2 separate regions of the Capsicum annuum genome follow, and region 1 is linked to region 2. The links are chromatin contacts, called in public Hi-C maps. All regions are on one chromosome and are shown on one strand. Each heading gives the region's core, a stretch centred on a gene start, on an enhancer-like site or on the middle of the called end of the contact. The rest is flanking DNA. Distances are from core to core; before and after follow the strand shown.

What was found. A called contact is a pair of places that touch in the nucleus more often than the background predicts.
Region 1: a contact with region 2 is called in a Hi-C map of leaf, with 2.9 times the contacts expected there. The contact joins the enhancer-like site here to the promoter of LOC107850867 in region 2. A contact is called at or near these places in 2 of 5 Hi-C or Micro-C datasets (both in leaf).

What each region holds. Positions count from the first base shown.
Region 1 is chr12:6,424,569-6,432,067 of UCD10Xv1.1, reverse strand. It overlaps LOC107851369 (pentatricopeptide repeat-containing protein At1g28690, mitochondrial), which reads left to right. Exons shown (of 5, transcript XM_047400652.1): 3 at 1-776; 4 at 861-1,116; 5 at 2,188-2,650. Among protein-coding and RNA genes, the nearest start is that of LOC107851369, 9.6 kb to the left of the region's middle. Within about 2 kb of position 2,242, at least 3 of the 5 cell types and tissues checked have an H3K27ac peak or open chromatin away from gene starts, as enhancers often do. A contact at or near this core is called in leaf, where this site is marked.
Region 2 is chr12:6,355,492-6,362,557 of UCD10Xv1.1, reverse strand. LOC107850867 (homeobox-leucine zipper protein ATHB-6) reads right to left here and starts at 2,225. Exons shown (of 3, transcript XM_016695663.2): 1 at 1,563-2,225; 2 at 443-807. The coding sequence starts at 1,626.

The sequences.
Region 1 (7,499 bases), core at 993-3,492, 69 kb before region 2:
TTTGTTTATTCTGTTCTTATGATGAAATTGCTTTCCTTTACCTTGATTGACAGAGAAAGGACAGGGACCATTCACCATAACCGCTCCTTGACAAGGACAATCCCTTTGGTAATCTTATTACTTATAAAGCCGATATTAAAATGCTGATTCTCCAACAACTGCTGGTGGGAACCATCTTGGGTGGACGTGTGAGTTTTGATCCCGAGCACTTCTGCTCATGTTTAATAAAACTGGCTTTTGATACTGTGTAAAGGATATGCCGAGTTAAGGTTGCTTTTCTCTTTTTACTACACATGAGACTTCGATTTTTATGTTTTGCTTTAGCTACATATTGATTCCTAGAGATTAAAGTGTATGAATATAAATTCTCTGTTCTATTTAATTTGACTGAACCTCTATTTATTTTCTCAACATTGATTTGTTTCGCCGCTGCTGTTAAATTCAGTTACAGTATTTTGGCCTTTCAAAGTTTGTGCTAAAATTGTGTTAGAGACAAGGAAACTTTTGTTGGTGGATGGCACCATTAACAAACTGATCATTTTTTTTTTGCTTTCTCCTAGTATGTTATTGGGGTTGTAATTTGTTTACAGTGTCAGTGTGAAACGTTATCAAAGAATCGGGTAAAAGACCTATTGCGGTTACTATTGTTAGAGAGAAACTGAGACATTTTGACCCGAACGCTCCAGCCACAAATAAAAAAAAGGGTGTTGAATCCATTTTGTAACGCCATTCTCAGCCGCAAATCTAACAAAGCACATGCAAGTGGCAGCTACATGGTGACTGAGATTTTTCTTTTCATTTTCCGCTCGTGTTTTTGGTAGTTAGAAGTCTGATTTTAAACTTTCGAGAACTTGATGCAGGTAGTCAATATCACTTAACATCCGAGCTACAAGTATCTTGCATGGATTGATCCTCTTCACAAGTTCTGATATACATGGAACAATTATATAAATGAGGTAGCTGGGAAGTCCTATCAAGAAAATACATCAATCTCTATTCGACAGCCCCACCGGTCACCGGGCCTCGCATATCTTCTCTAGCAATGGAGCTTTCATCTTCAATCCCAGTTAACTAGTCATGACGCCATCTGTTTCACGGAGAAAATTTCTCATTAAGGTAACCATCCCCACACCTATGATGTTAACCTCAGCCTTGAAAAATATGAATATGTGCTGGTCCCTTTTCTCCTTATTATAGTCCATAATAAGGACTACTATATCCAACCCCAGAAAGCAATCGGTATATGTAAAGTACCTTTTAAAGCCCCTATTTATTGTTGATAGGAGTAGGACCATTCTCATTTATGCCTAGGAGAGAGGGTTATTCAATTAGCACCTTATAAAATTTGCAAGTTGTCATTGAATTGATGAATATACAGGAATTGGCTCTTCATTCTTCTTTTTTGTGTATAGACCACGAGTCTACATCAATCTAAGTTCGTTCTTTTTCGGATACCTTATGTCTGGAGTGAGAATGAGCAAAAGTCTTTTCTAGTCCCTTTAGAGTAAGTTAATATTAAGACTAATTGGGTCCATCAAAGTTGACAGATTAATTGTTATGTTTTGTTTTGTCAACTTTTAGCCAAATTATAACAAAGATTGATGTCTTTTGGTTAAGTCTTCTATACTTGAATACATTTGCATCACCAACCTACTAATGTCTTTACTATTTTCCATCAAGTCCCTTGAAGCTCATGAAATCCATAAACTAGTTGTAAGATTATCTTGTAGCTATATAAGCTTTTCTCTTATCCAAACAACGTAAAGATAACAAGCAGTAAGGACTATGGGGGTTGTGATCACTGGTATCCTAAATGAGCTGGTACGTTTATAGACAGGTGAGTGATTATAACGCTGTAAGCAGACTTAACTGTTGGCCTTTTTAGGAAAGCTCATACGTTTTGGACCTGTGCTTAGCGATCATGTGGCAGTGGCCTTTGGCCTAAACATCACATATATTGTTGAACACTTCTCTAAAATACATGAATTGGTTAAGTTTTGTATCCTTAGCTACTAAAGGAGTTATGGATGTAATTGACATTGACGTAAAATCTTGGATCTGCCTGTGCATGTAATTAGGGAAAATAATAGTCGATCTCATTGAGAACGCTTATTTGCTTAGAACCATGCGAGTAATCACAGAGAACTGGTTAGTTAGTAGCATTTACAAAATCTTATGTGTTTTTAGAACAGTGCAAGTGCAAGCGACCAGTGGCGGAGCCAAGATTCAGCGGGGTACAGAACACGGTAAATTCTTGGTCTTGAATATCTAAACCGGTCATTTACGGCTCAAACAGACGGATAAGAAAGAGAGTGAAAACTGAAGGTAGATATATCAAGATTGGAATGTTTGTGATTCCAACAACAACCAAAGAATATCTTCTAGGAACAAAACCAGACAAGTTCAGTTTTTGAGTGATGAGATGGAGTTCAAATGGTCCAAGGAAAGTGGCCATATGAGAATGGGGATTTCAACTTTTAACCATAAGTGTTTGTGTGTTGTAGGTGGATAGGTCAATGGTGGTATCTATTGTCAGTTTAGTCATTAAAGCACTTAATTAGCTTCCTCTTCTGTAGACCCTTTATGGTTTCTGAAAATGAAATGTAACTAAAAATTTAGAGACATTTATACAGGGAAACTGTTGTGCTAAGACTTGGTTTTCTGAAACCATAAGTTACTTTTTTTTTTATGTGAGCGAAAAGAGTCGAAAAACGCACGTAAAGTATCCAGGTTTTTCGAGTTTCATATATGAACTATCAGGTGTGTCTGAGTTTCCTACTTGGACCCTCTGAACTGAACGATGCTAATATATCAGGTATGAAACTCGGAAAATCGAGATACTTTAGGTGTGCTTTTTGATTGTTCAGTCTAAAAATTAATACAAATATGTTGTTGTTGTGAAGGTTCCATTTAAAATTGTCTTAGTAGGTGAAGAATAAGCAGATTATAAATGGTTAAGTAGGACTAGCCAGGGGCGGAAGGGTTCATCTGCAATCTCATTCATCGAAAAATTATATATATAATCGTAAATGTTGAATTCCCTTGGCTTCTTCGTGTGTGTAATTCTTAATATTTTAAATTCCCCTTAGTAATAATCTTGGCTCTACCAAAGGGGATAAAATAATAATTCTTCATCGTTTAGCAGATTTTTTTTATAACCGTGGTGTCCGGACCAGCTTGCATGCACCTCGACTAATGACTAATTTCACCTGATACCTGTCACCTCCCACCAGCAACAGGTGCCAATTACCTCTGTCCACCAAGGCTAGAACAGATGTTAAGTTATATGCAAGCAGTATTTTAATATATGTTATTGCAAGTTACTTAGCTTTATCTTTCAAGTTGCTAATTTCACTTTTTATTGAAGATCACCCTTAGTTATCTTCCAAGTTTACTGAAAACAACAACAACGATATATTCCGTGTAATTTCATCAGAGGAATTTAAAAAGGGTGGTGTGTACGTAGATCTTGCCCCTACCTTGTGCAGGTGGAGAGACCGTATCCGGTAGACATCTTCCATGTGTTAATATATATAGCCCATTGAAATCTAGTTATTATCACAAGGAAGTTAAAAGTAGTAAGTATGAGTTATGATAGTTTCCACAAAAACGTTATGATAGTTTCAACATTAAAAACTCAAATTTTCAAATTTCAACATCAAATCTATAACAATGTGCCTAAATGAGAAGCAGCACGTATGCACCTGGATTTCAATCTGTTTGATTCATGATTGGCATTTGCAAATTGTATCTCGTGGGTTCAACTTACGTTTTTCATTCTTCACCCGATTCTTAGTAATTTTTTCAAAGTAAGCTTAATTGGCTACCTTCGTTTGGTGTGAGGTATAAGGGATAAATAATCTCGGGATAACCATGTTTGGTTGAAGGGATTAATCAATACTGGGATAACTTATCTCACCATTTACACGGGATAACTTATCCCATATACATGATGGGATAAGTTGTCCTGGGTAATCCCGGGATAACTAATCCCTGAGATAAATATTTTCCAATCAAACAACCCCTTATATGCTAAATAAACCTTTTTATCTTTCCCTTGGCGTCTTTATTATGTACAACAACAACAACAAACCCAGTGTATTCCCACCTAGTGGGGTCTGGGGGGGTAAGATGTACGCAGTTCATACCTCTACCTCTGAAGAAGTAGAAAGACTGTTTCCGATAGACCCCCGGCTCAAGGCACGGCATCTTTATTATGTAAATATATTAAATTTCCAGATCATTACAAGTATGAACAAAGTGACTTTTGTTCTAATGACATAGCATAGTAAAATATAAAGATGATGTTATTACTGTATAGTACTCCATCCATTTCATAATAAATGAATGGTTAGATTTTGATACACAGATTAAGAAAAAAACATTAAAGACATAAATTTAACATAACTTTTCATTTACCCCAAAAAAAAAAGTTAATTGATTGTCAAAGCGTAAAGGTAAATTTGAAAAAAAATTCAATAATTTACTTATTTTAAAACACCAATAAATACTTCGATAATTCATTTATTTCGAAACGGAAGGAGCATGTGCAAATAGGATATCATATACGCAAGAGTGGCTATCAGCTCAAAAGAGCGGCTTGTTTTGCTAGCCAGCTTGAATATAAGTCCGTAAATTACCCTCAATTTTCTTTTTCCATTTTATTTATTGAAGAGGGTGTGAGCAGGGGTGGGTAGGGGTGGGGGTTAGATTAATTTATTGGGATCTGAGCCCCTATTAAAAGACAAGATGTGTGTGGGTCCCAGTCTATTGTGGGTAAAGAGTCAAAAATGGCTGACGACTCTACAGAACTTAGGTAGGGACCCACCTATTCATCACATTCAAAAAGTAGACAGAGAGAGAGAAAGTAAAAGAGAGAGAAATGTTTATTCTCCAACATGATAAGTGGGTCCCACTTTATTTTATTTTATACTCCATTCCGTCCCAAATTGAGATAAATTAAGTAGAAGATGACAAAAGAAAAAATTTAAATTAAAAATAATGACAATTTTGATTTAAGGGCAAAATTTTATTTAAATTATGATTAAGTTAATTGAGGTATAAAGTATAATTTTTAAAAACTTTTTAATTTTTTAAAAAATCCTCCAACTCCAAATTTTAAATTTTAAAGTCTTCTCCTTTTCTTATCTTTCAAATCTTTGTTCTCTTTTTCTTTCTCCTCATTTTTTTCTTCTTATTTTTTTCTTTCTACCTTTTGCTCTTCTTCCATCTCTCTTTTTCTTTTTTTTTTTTCTCTTTTCATTTTGTACTTCCTTTTTTTATTTTGCATGAACTATTTTAAAAATATATATATTGAAAAGTTTGAAAGAAAATAAATGAAGAAATAATTTAATAAATTCAGTAATTATGAGAGCTGATTTAGCAACTACGATAATTATTACAACTACTATTAATTATTATGTTACAATAATTATCGAAATTGTTATAGCAATTATCGAAGTTGCTACAACAACTATCAAAGTTGTTACAACAATTATCGAAGTTGCTCCAGCAACTATCAAAGTTGCTGCCAGCAACTATCAAAGTTGCTGCCAGCAACTTCGATACTTACTTCATTCATGAAAAAAGATCTGGTTGGAGGAGCCCACAAAAAGGTGATTTTTATGATAAAAATGGAGATGGTGATGCTGGTGGTGACACCAAAGAGGAGGTGGCGGCGGCGGGTAGCAACAAAAAGGGTGTGAAGGAGGAGTGGTGATGATGGTTTACGGATCTTTGTGTAAATATGGGGTAGGAATCTTTGTGTAAATAATAAAACTTAAGGATTTTAAAATTAGTGTCATTAACACTAATCTTAAAATTGTCACCTTTATTCAATATTTAAGACTTGTGTCACTCTTTTTTAGTTTTGAAACTATTTGGTCACCCTTAATTAATTTGCCCAATGAAACATTGATTAAGAAAAATAATTAATAACATGCCTAATTTACCACAGTACCCATATTAAATGATGTTTACATTTTAATTTGAAGAAAAAATAATTAATGCAAAGGTAAAACATGAAAAAAAAAATCTTGTCTCTTCTTAATTAATGAAAAAAAACAAATAAAATGAGAAATCAAATTAAAAAATTTTGAATGGGTAATTTGGGACGAAGGGAGTAAAAATTAAGTAGACGTTTCTCCATAAAAATCACAATAATATTTGGGAGTTGCAATTGAAGTTGAAGTTGGAATTTTGTTTAACCGTGAATATGAATTGGAGTTGTTTTTCAATTTTTACCAGAGAAGTAAGAGTGAAAAATGTAAAATTTCAAATTCAAATTCAACTTATATTTGAATTCTTATGACTAAATATCATTTTTCGAATAGAGTGAAAAAATATTCTGGAAAAAAGTAGTAAAATTTTTTATGGCCAAATGGGGCCTAATGTTCTCTCTTAATGTGTATGAACGATGAAGCTTAGACCTTTGATGTTGTACTATATACGTGACAAGCGAGACTGACTTTAGTAGTGGATTTAGAGGATATATAGAAACTTTTTACCGATTCTCCGGTGAGAGGGGTGGGAGAAAAAACGTTACAAAAAGTATAATTATTCAAGAACGCTCAATTTTCCTCCTTTTGCAATCAATTTTGCTATAATATATGTTGTTCTAACTAATTATCCGTCTTTTTAAGTGTAATTTTTTGAAACTTTACCGATTCTCTAGTGAGAGGGGTGGGAGAAAAAATGTTGCAAAAAGTATAATTATTCAAGAACGCTCGATTTTCCTCCTTTCGCAATCAATTTTGCTATAATGCCTATTGTTATAACTAATTATCAGTCTTTTTAAGGTATGATTGTGTCTAAAGACATATTCTATTTAAAATAGATAATTCTTTTGATCAATCAAATTTCCTTATTAAATTGGAAGAGCAAGAATCAAAACCATTTGAATTTTGAATCTTGATCTTATTTTTGATACTAGAAAAGAGTTTAAACTTTTATTAAATATATTAAGTTTTGTATGTGGAAACCCAATCACTAACCAAACAAAACATTTTCTTCAACCTATTGGAGTAGTCCTCTAACCAAACAAAACATTTATCTGTCATAGTTCATACTTCAACATTTTCTCTTTTGGAATTGTATACGAGGTTATTGAGTGAAGCATAAAGATTGAGATATTACTTTGGTCTACAATATATATGTTCCAATTAAGCTGAGATCGATTATAATAATCTAAAATTTCTCACCATCAAAATAATGAGCGACTATCACAACAGTAACATATTCAGTGTGATCTCACAAATGAGAATAAGAGAGAATGAAGTTATACATGAAATATATTTCTATCTTTGTTTTTGTGATAGAGAGACTGTTTTCATTAGATTATCCGCTAAAGTAAAGAGCGAATATCCTCTCCAAATATTTTTTGATTTTCCATTGGGTGTCTTAATCAGCTTGAAAATCTTTAATGCAAGTAGTTTGCCTTTGTAGACAAGAGCCTCTTCATTGCAAGTGGATATTATCCAACTTGTCCTGATATTCATTTT
Region 2 (7,066 bases), core at 976-3,475:
ATAGTTACCATAGAATCTCGAACTCATGAAGTTCAAATTTTGAACCCTCTAATCTAGAGTCATATCATAGGTCACACTAATTGTGTAAATTAAAACTTTGGACCCTCATCTAATCTGTAGTCCTATCATAGATCACTTGACTACTAAGTTGCTCGGACTCTCCAAAAGTGTTGCCACACCCGTGTCGGATCCTTCAAAAATGTACTATTTTTAGAGGATCCGACACACCCGTCGACATTTTTAAAGAGTCCCAACATAGCTTGACTGTGTAAATATTTTCACTGACTTTACTGCATAGAACTTGAACTTACTGTACTACAACTAATAACATGTCTTCACTACAAAAAACAGCATATTCAGTGTACCCAAACCTTACCCCAACCTGGTAGGTAGAGAGGTGGTTTTCGACCCTTGACTCAAGTAAAACAATATGCCTTGGTACCTCTTTGATGAGAGCTTCATTGTCAAGTTTGAGAGATTCATAGTTATGTTTGAGGGAATCAAAATTAGCTTTAAGAACATTGTAATCTCTCTCAAGCTGCTTTGTTTTCCAACGTGCACGTCTGTTTTGGAACCAAACAGCAACTTGTCTAGGCTGCAAACCAAGTTCTTGAGCCAATTTGGCTTTCCTTTCAGGTTCAAGTTTGTTCTCAACTTCAAAATTCTTCTCCAAAGCTTTCACTTGTTCAACACTTAGTCTCCTTTTCTTCTCAGAAACATGACCAGATTCTTCTACACATCCTTCTTCATCTAAGCCTTCTAACATGGATTGGAAGTCCCTTGATGAGTACACATGGTTCTGGTCATCTAAAACATTAACATAAACAAGAATATAAGCAAACACAATGATGAAAATTTATCTTCAAATATCTGTCTGGCTACGAAATATGATAAAAAAAATTTCACCTTTTAGGACTTCCACTCACGAAATTTTCTATTTTTTTCGAGTAAAATGTGTGTCCAAACACTACTTCAAAGACTCATTTTTTCAAGTTAGTTTCTAACTTTGAAATCTATGGTCAAACACATAATTGCCTCGAGGAAAGCTAAAAATGGTATAAAAGGTGAAGCACGAAAACTTACTAAAACAAGAAAAGGACCACCATGTTCTAGATTCAATTAAAAAATTCAGTTTTCAATATTCTCCATTTAGTTTCTTTATAACTAAAACACTAGGGATTGGAGCATAGAAAAAGCTTAAAGACAACAAAACATAAAATGGGGTTGTTCTTTTTCTCTTTCAAAATTGATCTATACATAGGAAACAACAACAATATACCCCGTAAAGTTCCATTAAGTAAGGTCTATTGATGGTAAAATGTACACAAACCTTACTAAACAAAACATAAACACTCTTAAGAAAATACGTAATAAAAATACAAGAGACAGTAGATAGTAACTATAGACCCGGCTCACAACAAACACAGTCCAAAAAAGACGTAATGAAAATAAGAAACACATTAGTAGACAGTAACCAAGACAACAGATAGTAGTGGAACGGTAAGCAAACCAACTATAACAAAAAAACGCTATATTTTCACTTAGAAAAATTTAACAAGTACCTGTAGTACTTGGACACATGGACATCAAAGCACCCAATGAATCAGAACTACCAAGTCTTTTCATAATTGTATGTATGATGATGATCCAAACTGTGTAACGCAAAGGTCAATATTTGTTCACTTGTTGATTTTCTTAAGCTTATTATTTACACAGAAACTGAGAAACAGAGCTGCAAAAGGAGATTAATTTTGTATTTTTTGGTTCTTTTATTTTTTTTTTCACTTCACTTCACTTATAACAAGAAGACAAGAAGGGAACAACTTCTTTCACTACTAAAACCAACCAAAATGGCAAAGTTTTTAGTGAAACTATTGATATTGTGTAACCCCTTTTCTTCTCTAGTAACCAAAGTTTCATTTTTCTCCTTTTTATATACTTCTTCCACCTCACAACAACCCATCAAGAATTAGAAGAAGAAAATCAAGAAACTAAAAAAAGGATTAAATTTGAAAACAGAAATAGTGGCTAAGTTTTAAATACTACTTTTTTTTAACCTATTTTTTACATCATTAACTTAAAAATCATATCTTGAAACACCCCACTAAATTTTTTTGGAAGAAAATGAATGTAGAAAGGATTTTTTTTTTTTTTTTTTTTTGAGAGAGGAGAATGAAGAAAAATTGAGATGAGAAAAAACCAGCTGGCCCTTGGTGTAACACTTTCTGTGAGTTTAAATAAAACCAAAGTTGAGTCAGATGTAGGGTTAAAATCTGACTGGGGTTAGGTGCTCTTGCAAAAGATTTTGGGGGGCGGGTGGGGGGCGGGGGGGAAGGGAAGTGAAATGAAATCCAAATTCAAGCTGAATGCAAATTGCTTTCTGGTGTACTGGTCACTGGCTATTCCTGTAATAGGGAGATATTCTTTTGGATTTAGCTTTATATTATATAAAATAAAAATATTATATTGTGTTATTACTAGTTGAGAATTTATCAAGAACGATCTAATCTATAGAATGTAGAAATAAGATTTATGTATATTTATTTTGCTTTAAACTTTACTTATGGGGTCATATCAGAGTATGTTATTGATGCTGTTGTATGTTCTGATATTCCTTTTATCCTAATTAATATGACGTTTTTCTTCTTAGTTAATCTAAAAGAGAATGATATTTTTTTATAGTTAATTTTATTCGTTAAAATATCTTCACATAAAATGAAATGAAGAAGAAGTAAAGCTATCTTAAGTTTTAAGCTCTAATTAAGTAAATCTAGTTGTTTTATTTAAATTTTGCAGACTCTTATTCCTTCGGTCTAAAAGAACATGACATATTTCTATTTTAATAATAATTTAATTTTAAAAATTTTAATTTACCATTAAAGAGATGATTTCTAGCAACAGAAATACATTAAAACTTATTTTAAATCATAAATATCAATAATCTGACTTTCATTCTTGATTTTATACTGATGTAATAATCACTTAAATTCCATTCACAAATAATTAGTTAAATCCACTTCTACGACTTTATTCTTAATTAAATTTCTTGAGTTTGAATTGCAAAGAAACCTTTGTTGGTTAGTAATTTTTTTATATATATACTCAATAGAAAAAATTCAAAAAAAAATATTTATTTTAATTCGTCTAAAAAGAATGTCATCTTGTTATAGTTAAAAATATTTTTTTAAAAAATTATTCTTAATAAAATAATTTATAAATCACACAAATATCTTAAAATTATTCTAGGCCATAAATTTTAAAAGCTTTTCTCTTTTTAAAAATAATAAGCCAACTCAAATGGTGCTAGATAATTGAAATAGATAATGTAATTTTTACATTTAAAATAAAATGTTGGATAAAAATATAAAAATAAAAAGTGAATATTATGTCAGGATAAGCTATATATATAGTGGTGATAAGCAGAAGAAGGAAATGGAAACGGCTCGGCTCGAGCTGAGCTGGCTAAAGAATTTGACACGTCAGCCTATCCCCATTAATTGAAATAATAATTTCTTATGGTAAATACTAAATACTTACCTAAATTAAATATTTATACTAAAATAAGTTAAATTTATTGTAATTATATGATTTATTGAGGTAAAATTGCTACTTTGAGTTGCTTCGGGGCTTTCGGAAACAACTTTTTTACCTTGAAGAGGCAGTAAAGGTCTGCTTACACTGTATCCTATCTAAATCTTACTTTGTTGGAATTCACCAGGCATGAGTCGTGGGTGTTCAGAAGATTCGAACACATATATCCATATTCAAAGCTTTAAGGTTTCGTCTGTAAATCAAAGTACTTAGCTAGGGTGCTTTTCTCCATCCTATATCAGTTTTTATACATATCTTACATAATTATACTTAATTTACATCAGATTTAATGAGTGTCGGATCACCTCAAATTAACATCACTAGATCCACCCCTGATGTTGTTGTTTGCTATTGTTTATTGAGGTGAAAGTGTATGTTAATTATCCATAGTTAAGTGTTGCGGGGTTGTTCAATATACGGGATAAGAATTATAATCTTGAAATAACTTTATTTCATGTTGAGGATAAAGTAATCTCACATGATATTCCTGTCCATGAGATATCCTCGTTTATCATGTTCTGTGCACCAAACGACCTCTATTGGAGTCTGTTGGTGCATTTTATTATTAAAATAAAAATATGAGAAAAGACATCTGTTTCCCCCTGAACTTGTTCTCCAAATTTACTTTAGCACTTAAACTTAACTTCTGTTTATTTACCTCCCTTAACATTTTTAAAGTGTATTTGTTTGACCCCTAACGCTGACGTGATATTTTTTTTAAAAAAAGGAGCGCGCTTATTTATTAAAAAAAAATAATTTCAGTAATCTTATATTTAAAATATAATTAAAAAAATTAAAAAAATTAAAATAAAATTAAAATAAAAAATGGACACTTTTTTCTCCTTTTTTTTTTTTTTTCCAAATCATCATCAACAACAACACTCAAACCTTCATTAATAACCTCAATTTTTTTTTCACTTTCCTCCATTAACACTACCACCCAAGAACAACTCTTTTCTTTAATTTTTTTCACTTTCCTCCACTAACACTACCCAAGAACAAACATGAAAACACTATAAAATAATTTTCTCTGTCGAACACCATCTCAACCTTCAATCCAACTCCCCCAAAATTTAGAAAAAAATTAAATTAAATTGATGATTTTATTTTTGAATCACTTATCATCAATGAGATTTCTTTTGATTTTTACTTTTGAATTTATTTATTAATAAGACAATTTGAAAAAATTAATTTTAACTTGATGAAAGTATTTTTGTGTTTGAATAAGAAAGAAGAGGGTGGGGATAGGGGGCTCGAAGGGAGAAAGAACTGGGGGTGGGGGTGGGGTAGGGGGGGCTAAAAGGGGAGAAAGAATGACGGGTGGGGGGAGGAGCTGGAAGGGGAGAAAGAACGGGGGGTAGCTGGGGGGTGGAGGACCGGAAGGGAAGAAGAGCGGGGGCGGGGGGGGGATTTTTTATTTAATATATATATATATATATATATATATATTAAAATAGTAAATATATATATTTTGCTTTTTAAAATAAAAATACATAAAAATAGTATGTGTGGGAGATTTTTTTTTAAATCCTAATTTTTTCTTACGTGGCAATGACTTGGCAATGACGTGGAACTGATTTGGCATTGACATAGCGCGTGTGTAATCCACTCTCCGTTGTGAGAGTGAAATTTAATTTTGAGGGGTGAAACAAATATACTTTAAAGATGTTAAGGGGGGTAAATAAATAAAAGTTAAGTTTAAGTGCTAATTGGAGGACAAGTTCACGGGGAAAAAAAGGATGTCTTTTCTCTAAAAATATTGAAGTAGATGATAATTGATGGACATAAGCGAAGAAAGTGGTGTCATTATATTTTGACAACTCTTGTAACTTTTAGTACTTTATTTGTCCATTATTCACCACATTATCATTTGATGTTAGTGGGTATAAATTGTGATAAAAGATGACCATTAGTTCTTGTAAAGAAAAAAATTCTAAGTCTATAACTATTTTCACTGCACAAAAGAGAGTTTTAATATGTTGAATGAAAGTGTTTTTGTGGTGGAACTTTAGACTCTTCAACTAACCCGGAGTTGCTCGAGTTGTACATCGTTTATAGACTGTTGTATCCTGAAGGGAATAAGTCAAGAGATATACTGCTGGATCGGTGTAGATTCTACCGTAGTGAGCTTGAATCTCCTCAAAGAAAGTGAGATATTCGAGCTTCAGCCAAGAAGATTTTTTATATTTTCAACTATAATTTAATTATTATGATATATTACACCAACAGAGTCTATATCCACGCTCATCTAAATTCATAATTATGGATATAGAGTATAAATAGTAAATTTGTAATTACAATTTTAATAATATTAAAATGAGTTTAGCATTAAGAATTTTAAAAGTATCCATAAAATCTCCTAGACTCACCGTTTGTATATGCTAACATGTGTCATGTGCAATCATTGGTAATTTTCTTTTTTTAACCTTTCCGTTATCCTAGTTTAAAACACAATTTATTTCAAGTTAGATTAATCTTTTTTATTTTAATATAAGTAATCATAAGATTATTTATACAAAACGTTTTGATATATCGAAATTATAGGAGTTTTGAATCGTAATTTTTTTACTTATCGAATTGGAGTACACTATTTATATATATATTAAAGAATTTATTTTAACATAAATACAGAATTGAGTCAAAGCTACTATCGTCTGTCCTGTAGCCAGGTACTTTGTTTACGCCACCATACTTCATCAAAGCTTTTTCATATTTAAAATTCAAAACTCCAAACTTTTAATTAAGGTAGAAGAATTCTATCTATCTTGCAATATATATATAGGTAACATATAGAGTAATGATATATTCTTATCTTCTCATGTGATTTGTGGTCCAATCCACAAACATTTTCAAGAGTTTATGACCAATCTCTTCTTGCCCTCATATGTGAAAAATAGAAAGAGAAGAATATAATTTGTCTGCTTATCATCATATCTATATCTATAAGCAAGCTGATTTAACCTTCTTGTAATTATAACATGGTTGAAAAATCTAAAAGGAAAAAAAAAAAACACAATCTAATTTGGTTGCACTAACAACCATAATGATGTGAAAAATGATTATTATCCAATTAAACTAAATGCTTGCCAAGCATTTTGACACTAGAAAATAAGTTACTTATTCCGTGTTAAATTATCTATCGTAGCTATTTTTAAAATTATAAATATCTCAATAGTTTAAAATTATAAATATCTCAATAAATATAAGTATTTAATAAAAAGTAAATTATGTTTAAGATCAAATGAGAGTAAAGTAGTTAGATACATCTCCTAGTTAGGGTTATTTTCACTTTTATCCCCTTTTTGTGCTATTTTTAAATGTGCCATTCGTACCAAATACCATAATTTATATTTTTATATTATAATATTTCACATGACTTTAATTTCTAAAAAAGCTCATGTTCCAAAGACTAACTTATTTGAAAAGCAAAACACAATTTAATATTCTAACTAATGTATTTTTAAGTAGCGTGTAA